Linked DNA regions of Mus musculus: region 1 is linked to region 2. The links are chromatin contacts, called in public Hi-C maps. All regions are on one chromosome and are shown on one strand. The core of a region is the stretch at or near the end of the contact, and the rest is flanking DNA. Distances in the headings are between cores, read along the strand shown.

Region 1 (3,754 bases), core at 694-3,193, 180 kb after region 2:
TTCTGCCCTGAGAGTCCCCAGGACTGAACCTAAGCTGTCAATACTGGCATCAAGATCCTAACCTCTACCAACTGAGCCAATCTCACCAGCCCCCAGTGACCTTCTACCTGAAATCTTTGCATATTGGTTTTGTGGTAAAGGTAGCCACATAAGACTATTAGAGAGCAGTAATTTATGACAGATATACTGAGCTTTGAGAACAACCTTGGGTGATAATCTCTGTTGTCATATGAAGGGCAATAAAAAAGCTTCCTGTTCCTACCATGATTGCAAAATGAAAACTAAAAAGTTAGCTTTTCCACTAATAACAATTACAGTCTAATCCACAGGGTCACCCAGTCTTGTTTCTTTAATCAGCTAATCCTCAAACTAATGACTTGATTTTAAGGAAGAAAAAAAATGGAGATTAAGTCACAGGCAATGTGTTCCAGAGAGCTAACACTGTTACTCACCCATGGCTATATACTTACTGCCTAGTTCGCTGTCACCACAAAAAAAGTGAATGGATCATATACTACTAGAATAAGAAATGAAATTGTGTGTGTGTGGGGGGGGGGGGCATGTGAATCACCATGGAAACATTCCCACAAACAAAACCAAAAGGGAACAAGGCAGGATGAAGACGCAAAAGGGACTCCTCTCACTCTCATTACAGATTCTCTGTTCTGAGAATAAAGTCATCAACCGAACAGACAGAGGGCAGCTTGACCAATGCACTGCCCTCATCTGCTACGAAGCTCTTTTTTCAAATTTTACAGATAATATTTCCTAATAACTAGCAGATGGGAGAAGCCATATCCTTAAAGGGCTAGGCACCCAGAAACTCCATGTCTGTGGGCCTCACTCTCTCAGTAGCCTAAAGACACTTTTCTACAATGTCTTCTCCTTTGAATATAAAAGCAATGTTTGAAAGGATTTATAATTGAAATGTCAAGATGAAAGCTTTCTTCCTACTGTGACTCCATGGGTCACCTGGCCTCTATCAGCCCCTAGGCAATCCTGGGGTTTCATACGCACAAGCCTATGGTACCTAGCACACTATCTAATCCTCCTTTTACCCCAACTCCTTTCTCTCACTTCTCCAGATAACACAGTTACAGTGTCCGTTACTTCAGGCTCTCTGGTACCCCCTTGAACTTTGATACTAAGATCACTTCAGCTTTGAAATGATGAGATCTAATCTTTCCAGGGCTTGCTCAGCCCTTCCCCCTTTCTCCCTCCATAATTCCCTAGTCTATTACACACTCTATATTTGTTTACACAGGATCTCCTCTTCTAGTCAGCAGAGTCCATGCAAGCCAAGCCTTTGTTTTCCTGAGCCTTTGTTTTGGTCACTTAACTTCATCCCCACTGCCAAGCAGGGCCTTGGCAAGTCAACCTCTGTGGCACTGGGATCACCCTAGATAACCAAGAACTTCAGAAAGAGAATGTAGGACAGCTATGAGAATGAAACCAACAAACAAGCAATAGCTGAAGGCATCGTACATTTTGATTTTCTTTTCATTCTTAGAACTTTAGATCCCTGGTCCCAGACCTTCCAGCCTTGGCATCTAAGAAGTTAGGAGATAATGGAAATGACTAAGACACCACTCACCAACTTGTGGAAGGCGGGTATCTGCTCTCTAGAGTTTTGGTCCAGGGCTTGTACCAACTGATCTGCTCAGCAGCTTTACCCCAGAATCTTTCGGGGTCAGCCACAGAGGCTGCGAAGTGGGTCTTGTACTCACCACCACTGCCGGTGGTCAGAGCCCTGCAGCCCCTGCCCCCAAACCCGGCCACCAAAGCCCTTCGGGTCACAGCGGCTCCTCTTACTGAAGGGGATCCTGGCAGAGGTGCCCCAAGCGTCCCGGCGCCTGTTACTTTGCGACATTGCAACCAGGATGGCTTCATACTTTCTCTCTGTCCCTAGCTGCAGTCGGAGCAGTTTGCAGTCCCAACAGCTGTGGCACTAGCCCCGAGGGGGAGCCTGCAGGAGGCGGGGCTAATCAAGAGGTGAGCCCCTAGCCCCGAAGTTTGGAAGTCAAACTGAAGTCTGCGATAAAAACCGACCTGGAGTCAGCAAGAAAGCAACAGGCTGGAACGGAGGCCTGGGGAAAGTGGCCAGGAGTTTATAGGGGTTGAGTTGCGTCACCCCTAAATTCAACTCTTACACGCATTTTCAGCCCATGACAGTCACTTGCAATTTGACAGAGAGTTTAATAGGACTTAGATACACACAAAGACGCCTAGAAAAAGCCCAAAGGGCCCAATGGCTTATTTAAAATAAAGCATGTGTCTCTTTCCTAAAGCAAAAGCATATAACTTTGGACATTATAGTGAGGCTCTGGGATATCATTTTCCTTTACACATTTATTTCTTTGTTTAAAATTCAACTCAAACCCTACTTACTAAAACCACAAGCAGCTCCGGGGCATCATTTGTTCCAGGATTTCTTGGCAACCTAGAGGAGGTGTGGAAGGAGGGTTACCCAGCAGGGTTGGGGGGGGGGGCGTGTTTCCAGGAGTGATTGACAGGTCTGGCCACTAGCGACAACAGCCAAGCTGAGAGCAGGAGGCACCTGCCTGTCCATTCCACAGTATTTAGAGGCAGGAATACAAAGGACTTGGAACCTTTCCTCCCTTCTAACTCCCTTTGGAGTTATGCTGACTCTCTTTGAGAGAACACACGGTTGTGAGATTTCTTTGGAGTAATAAAAATACTCTTAAATCGAATATGGTAACCACACCATAACCCTGAAGAAACTAGAATTCACTGTAGTGTACCTACCCCTTGAGAGGGTGAATTGTGTAATGTGTGGGTTAAGTCTCAGAAGGCTATTCTCAAACAAATCAAAAGATAAAATGACTCTTAATAAAGACGAAGCTGAGAAAATTTAAAACACACAGGTGTGTTTCCCTGCCTGGCTTTTGCCTTTCTACAGGACCTGCCTTCTCTCACAATTCAATGAAAGTCACAATCTTTTGCTTTAATATCGTGCCAAGCCCACTCTGTTTTAGCGTCACAATATTTGAAGTTTTACGTGTAAAAATAATGTATTCTCAAGTCTTAGGTGAGAAATGGTGGAATGTCCTGGACCCTGTAAACAACCATAAATTCGAAAGCAGTAAACAAATGATCCTGCAGGCAGAAAATGATGCAGAGATAAAGGCTAAACTTTGCAAGCATGAATCTAATCCAAGGCAGGAGAGAAATAACTTTAAGTAACCCCCTCAGCTATTTTCCTTAACTAAGAAGCAAGACTCCACACCTTTCCTACCCACCCACAGCATGTTTTATTCCTCCCAACTTTCTTAGAAGACTGCCATCGCCTAAATCAAAATCCTTTCCATCTCTACCACCCCCCTCTTCCTACTCAATGCTGCCCTCTGACATACAAATTTCAAGGACTCCAAATTATTACCGTGAGATTGTTTTATAATTTCAACTAAATATAATTAATTAAACATTCACATATATATTCTCATTTGCAAAACCACACCACATAAGAACCAAACTGGGTAATGGTAGTGTTATGGACTCAGCAAGGACATAGAGAACTGGAGAAGAAGAAGGAGGAAGACAAGGAGGAAGAAGGAGGATGGAGGGGGTGCAGGAGGAAGGAGAAGGAAAGAGGAGGAAGGAGGAAGTGAGAGGAGGAATAAAAAGAAGGAGAAGGAAGAAAGAAGAAAGACAAGGAAGGAAGAGGAGAAGGAGAATAAAAGGAGATAGAAGAGGAAGAGGAGGAGAAAGAAGAAACCAAATGAAAGACTTGAAA
Region 2 (4,065 bases), core at 969-3,468:
CAGAGAGAGAGACAGAGAGAGAGAGTTGGCAAAGTAGAATAAAAAGCCAGAAAGACAGAATAAAACAAAACACAACAGAATGAGGAGTGTGCCACCTTTAAGATCCACGTGATTTTTGTTACTGTTGCTGTTTTACTGGTTTTATTTTTATGAAGTCATAGTGAAACTGCAGTTTCTTTTTTCAAAACACTCAGAATACTCAAGATAAACAAAATCATTTGGTACAGATCCAATGTGTGACCTCACATGGTCCTGTTTGGATATACAAGTCATGAGTGCATCCCTTCTCTAAACTCCTGGGTTGTAAGAATTTCCATGCTCACAACTGAAAATAATGCATGCTAAATTAGTGCTTTAAGAAAGGAATTCATTCTCTGTCTGGAGACATTCCAAACTGCTTCACAATTTTTTTTTTTTAGAATCTTACTTTTAAAATCCATATATTGAAAATATAGACATAACTTAGTGCCTGATTTTCTTAGGTAGTTACTATAGTTGCTTGCCAGTCTTGACAACAGAATATTTACCCAGAGCAACTTACATACAGGTAGGCTAGATAGTGTCTATTTGATTGGATGAATGAAGAATGGCCATTTTACTTGGTTATCTAGAGTTAATGGTCATCAACAATGTGTTCAATAGTGCTCCAAACATCTGAAACTTAATTTGTAAGATGCTATGATCTATTCAAAGGTCATTATTGAATACTTCTTTCAGGTATTTGGTTGTGTAACTAGTAAGACAATACAGGTAACCAAATATAAATACTAAAACTTCTCCAGTGTACTTTTTACCAATTATCATCCAGTTGCTTCGCTTTTCTATCTTTAATGGGGATACATGTTGATCTGGTTAGGAAACTGCTGATTATTTTTAAAAGCCAAAGATAATTTGTGGATAAGTCATACAGTCCCCTGGAATATAATATCACAATGTTTCATTTTTCCGGAATGTCGTGTCAGCTCTAAATAAAGTACATTATAATACTGGATAAAATATGATGTCATTCAACCATTCAGTAGAAACAAGAAAGGAAGAGGGGAGGCTTTCTTAGTTGTTCTACTAATGACATTTGCATCGTAAATGGCAGTTTTAAATGGACAATTTAAGAGAAAAGCATCAAAAATGCATGTTGACAACATCTGAGATCAAGAAATCAATCAAAACCCCACAAGGAGGACAGTGAAAGCTTTTCCTCCATGTGAAGCCAATGAAGCACTGATAATGGACTTGCATTAAGGAGCTAAGACAAGAATGCTACTTAAAACACAACTAACTTTCTTGGTAAATAGCTGTCATTGTTGTTCCAAATATGGCCACTTTTATATAGGCCACTTTATTGAATTTATAAGATCCGTAAGTTCTGAAGGAAACATAATCAAGTTTTTGAGGGCACATTTTAAAGAATTTTACATACAAGCAACATTAGACAGACTCATTATGTTGTATTTATATTTACATACACATATGCACATGTACACACACACATATATATAACAATATTGATCATATATAACAATGATGATCATAGAAATAGATGCCATGAATTTAATAGAATTTAAGGGGAAAGAGAGGAGACATAGGGGTTCATATGGGAAAACTGGAGGGCATGAAGAAAAGAGGGGAATGATAATTTCTGTTGCAAAACCTTAATAATTTCTTTAATGTTATTTTTTTTTTAAATCAATCATTCTCTATGTCTTTTGGTCTCCACAGCAGGAGGGAGGAGGATGCTTTTCCAGTTCCTCTCCCACTGGCGTATTCTACAACGTGCTTACAGTTGTTCAGGATCTTCATCAGGATCCTCACGATATACCAGAAATTGTGTCACTACTTACATACAATAGTCATTTAACATTGTGGGGAACTGAAATTGCTGGGGCTCTTTAGAGAGGACACAGCACTACACAACAATATATTCGATTATCTTGGTGTAATCCTTCTTGTTGAAAACAGGGTACTTGATCAGATTGCTCTTTCCTGAGAGAGATGTACAAAGAGGCTGCCCTGGGCTGCCCAGGCTCCGTATTGAGAGTGGATTCCCACACTACCAGCGATATGATTAGATTAATTAACAAATGGAAACTTTAGCTACACATGAAAGAATGAAGGTTCAGAGTCCAACTTCTTTCCCAGGAACACTGTCTACAGCATAAGAGCGAGCTGAGAGAAAGGCCTCATGCTGGCTCCACCTCATATTGCCACACTAACCCTGAACTAGAGATTTTACGTCACAGTTTTCAGGGGAGCGCTCTGAACTTCCTCCAGGGTTCTCAGTTCTCCAGCTCCTTGCTAGGCTTTGAAAGATTAATCAGTGTTTAAAATAGATTTTATTACTACACAGTCACAGAAGGCTATTTCTTGTTCAGGGATCTGCAAGAATAATAACGTCCTTTTAAATTTATAAAATCTATGGGACAGCTCCATTTTCTCTTACAAAGGACAGAAAGAACAAATTTCTTTGCAGCTATTTCTGACAGGAATTTTTCATAGACTATCTACTGATTTCACGTTTACTAATTTAATACCCTTTTAAATTTTTATTTAGCCTTCTAATTGGTTATCCAATACCAAATACTCAGTCCTAACATTGTATACACACAAGCAATATTAAACAGACCCAGAAATATGAATATATATAGGTAGGTTGATATATATGTATAAATAAAGATATATATTGATATCAATTCTTTTGAAACACACTGAAACATGTTTCTGATTATCCCAAATTATAGCCATTTAATATCAAGTTAATACAATAATAACATTAAAAGTCATGCGCTGTAGAGTGCATCACAAATTACTTCTTGCTAAAACATGTCACATTCTATTTCTAACAGTGTTTAAAAGCGAGCTTTCCTCACTAAAAAGACATGAGAAACTAAATCGTAAAATTGGGTGTGTCGATAACAGACAGTAAAATCATAGAAAGGACTGTATATTAATTTTCTAAGAGATGTTATCAGGCAAATGCCAATAACTCAGCGAGTCTACAGGAGATTCCAAATTAAGAAAAAAAAAAAAAAAACCAAGCCAGATATGAAATGAAGTGATTAGGCCTTATTAAGCATAAATATTCAATAAAAGTTAATCATGTATTTATATAAAGAGAGATGTTAGATTAACGGGCTAAGAAATATTCTAAGACCCCGTAACAATGTTTCTGTTGGAAGTCAACAACACTGGCCTGTTCTTTTTATTTCTCCACTTTATCTGCTTATTTCAGCTTGTCTAAACTCTGCTGTAACACACAGTGAGAGGGATATCAGCAGAGACATAAAAATTCACAACATATAATTGCAGTTTTCATTCTAAAAGTAAGAAAACTATGAAAATAGGCTGATAAAAGCTATGTGAACAGCACCTTCATATTTTGATTAGCTAGGCTACAAGAAATGCATATGAATTTTGGTGCTAATCTTCTAGAAGCAAGCAATAGAAATTAAATGTTCATGCCAACAGAACCACCATTTGACAACAGTTTGAAATCTTTGAAGCAAAAAAATTCTATTTCAGGTTATGAGAAAAAGCTCCTACTTATAAACAAGATAATATTATTATAATATAAAATAATGGTTGCATAGTCTAGGGCATTTAATGATGTTTTCATTAAAAAATAGCACTAAAGGAAAAACTACAGTCATCACATCAGTACAAAAATAAATTAAGATTTTAAATTTGGTGTGACATTGGGCAGGTCCATTAGAGAGGATGAACCTGCCAATTACAAGAAGAATGGGGCTTGTGAATCTTCTGATCCTGGTACACTGATTTGTGGATCATGTGAGCCTAAACACTCTCCTTCATTGAGTTGTTCTTGGTTCACTCCATGCAATATTCTGGAGTTTTTTGCTATAGGAAAAGAAGTTGAAAAACTAGAGCTACTTTACCCTTTCTAATTAAAATGAACTCTGAAAAGCTAAAATACCTATAAGATGTTTCATGATACAAAATACCTTTCTCAACCATATATTATTTTATATATGCAAATGGCAAAGTTAGGGTAACTCTCAGGGTTTTTGGAGTGTTTCATGAAGCTCTCAGAAGTCAACTATAGCTCAGAAA

The links. A called contact is a pair of places that touch in the nucleus more often than the background predicts.
Region 1: a contact with region 2 is called in a Hi-C map of liver, with 3 times the contacts expected there. The contact joins the promoter of Acss3 here to the enhancer-like site in region 2. A contact is called at or near these places in 4 of 39 promoter capture datasets (3T3-L1-derived adipocytes, cranial neural crest and liver), 13 of 484 Hi-C or Micro-C datasets (cortical neurons, embryonic stem cells, liver and 2 more) and 1 of 115 datasets of contacts at active chromatin or transcription factors (liver).

The regions. Positions count from the first base shown.
Region 1 is chr10:107,121,694-107,125,447 of GRCm38.p6, forward strand. Acss3 (acyl-CoA synthetase short-chain family member 3) reads right to left here and starts at 1,944. Exons shown (of 16, transcript NM_001142804.2): 1 at 1,595-1,944. The coding sequence starts at 1,890.
Region 2 is chr10:106,939,398-106,943,462 of GRCm38.p6, forward strand. The region is part of intron 13 of Acss3 (acyl-CoA synthetase short-chain family member 3); the gene reads right to left. Among named protein-coding and RNA genes, the nearest start is that of Acss3, 180 kb to the right of the region's middle. Within about 2 kb of position 2,219, at least 2 of the 459 cell types and tissues checked have an H3K27ac peak or open chromatin away from gene starts, as enhancers often do. A contact at or near this core is called in liver, where this site is marked.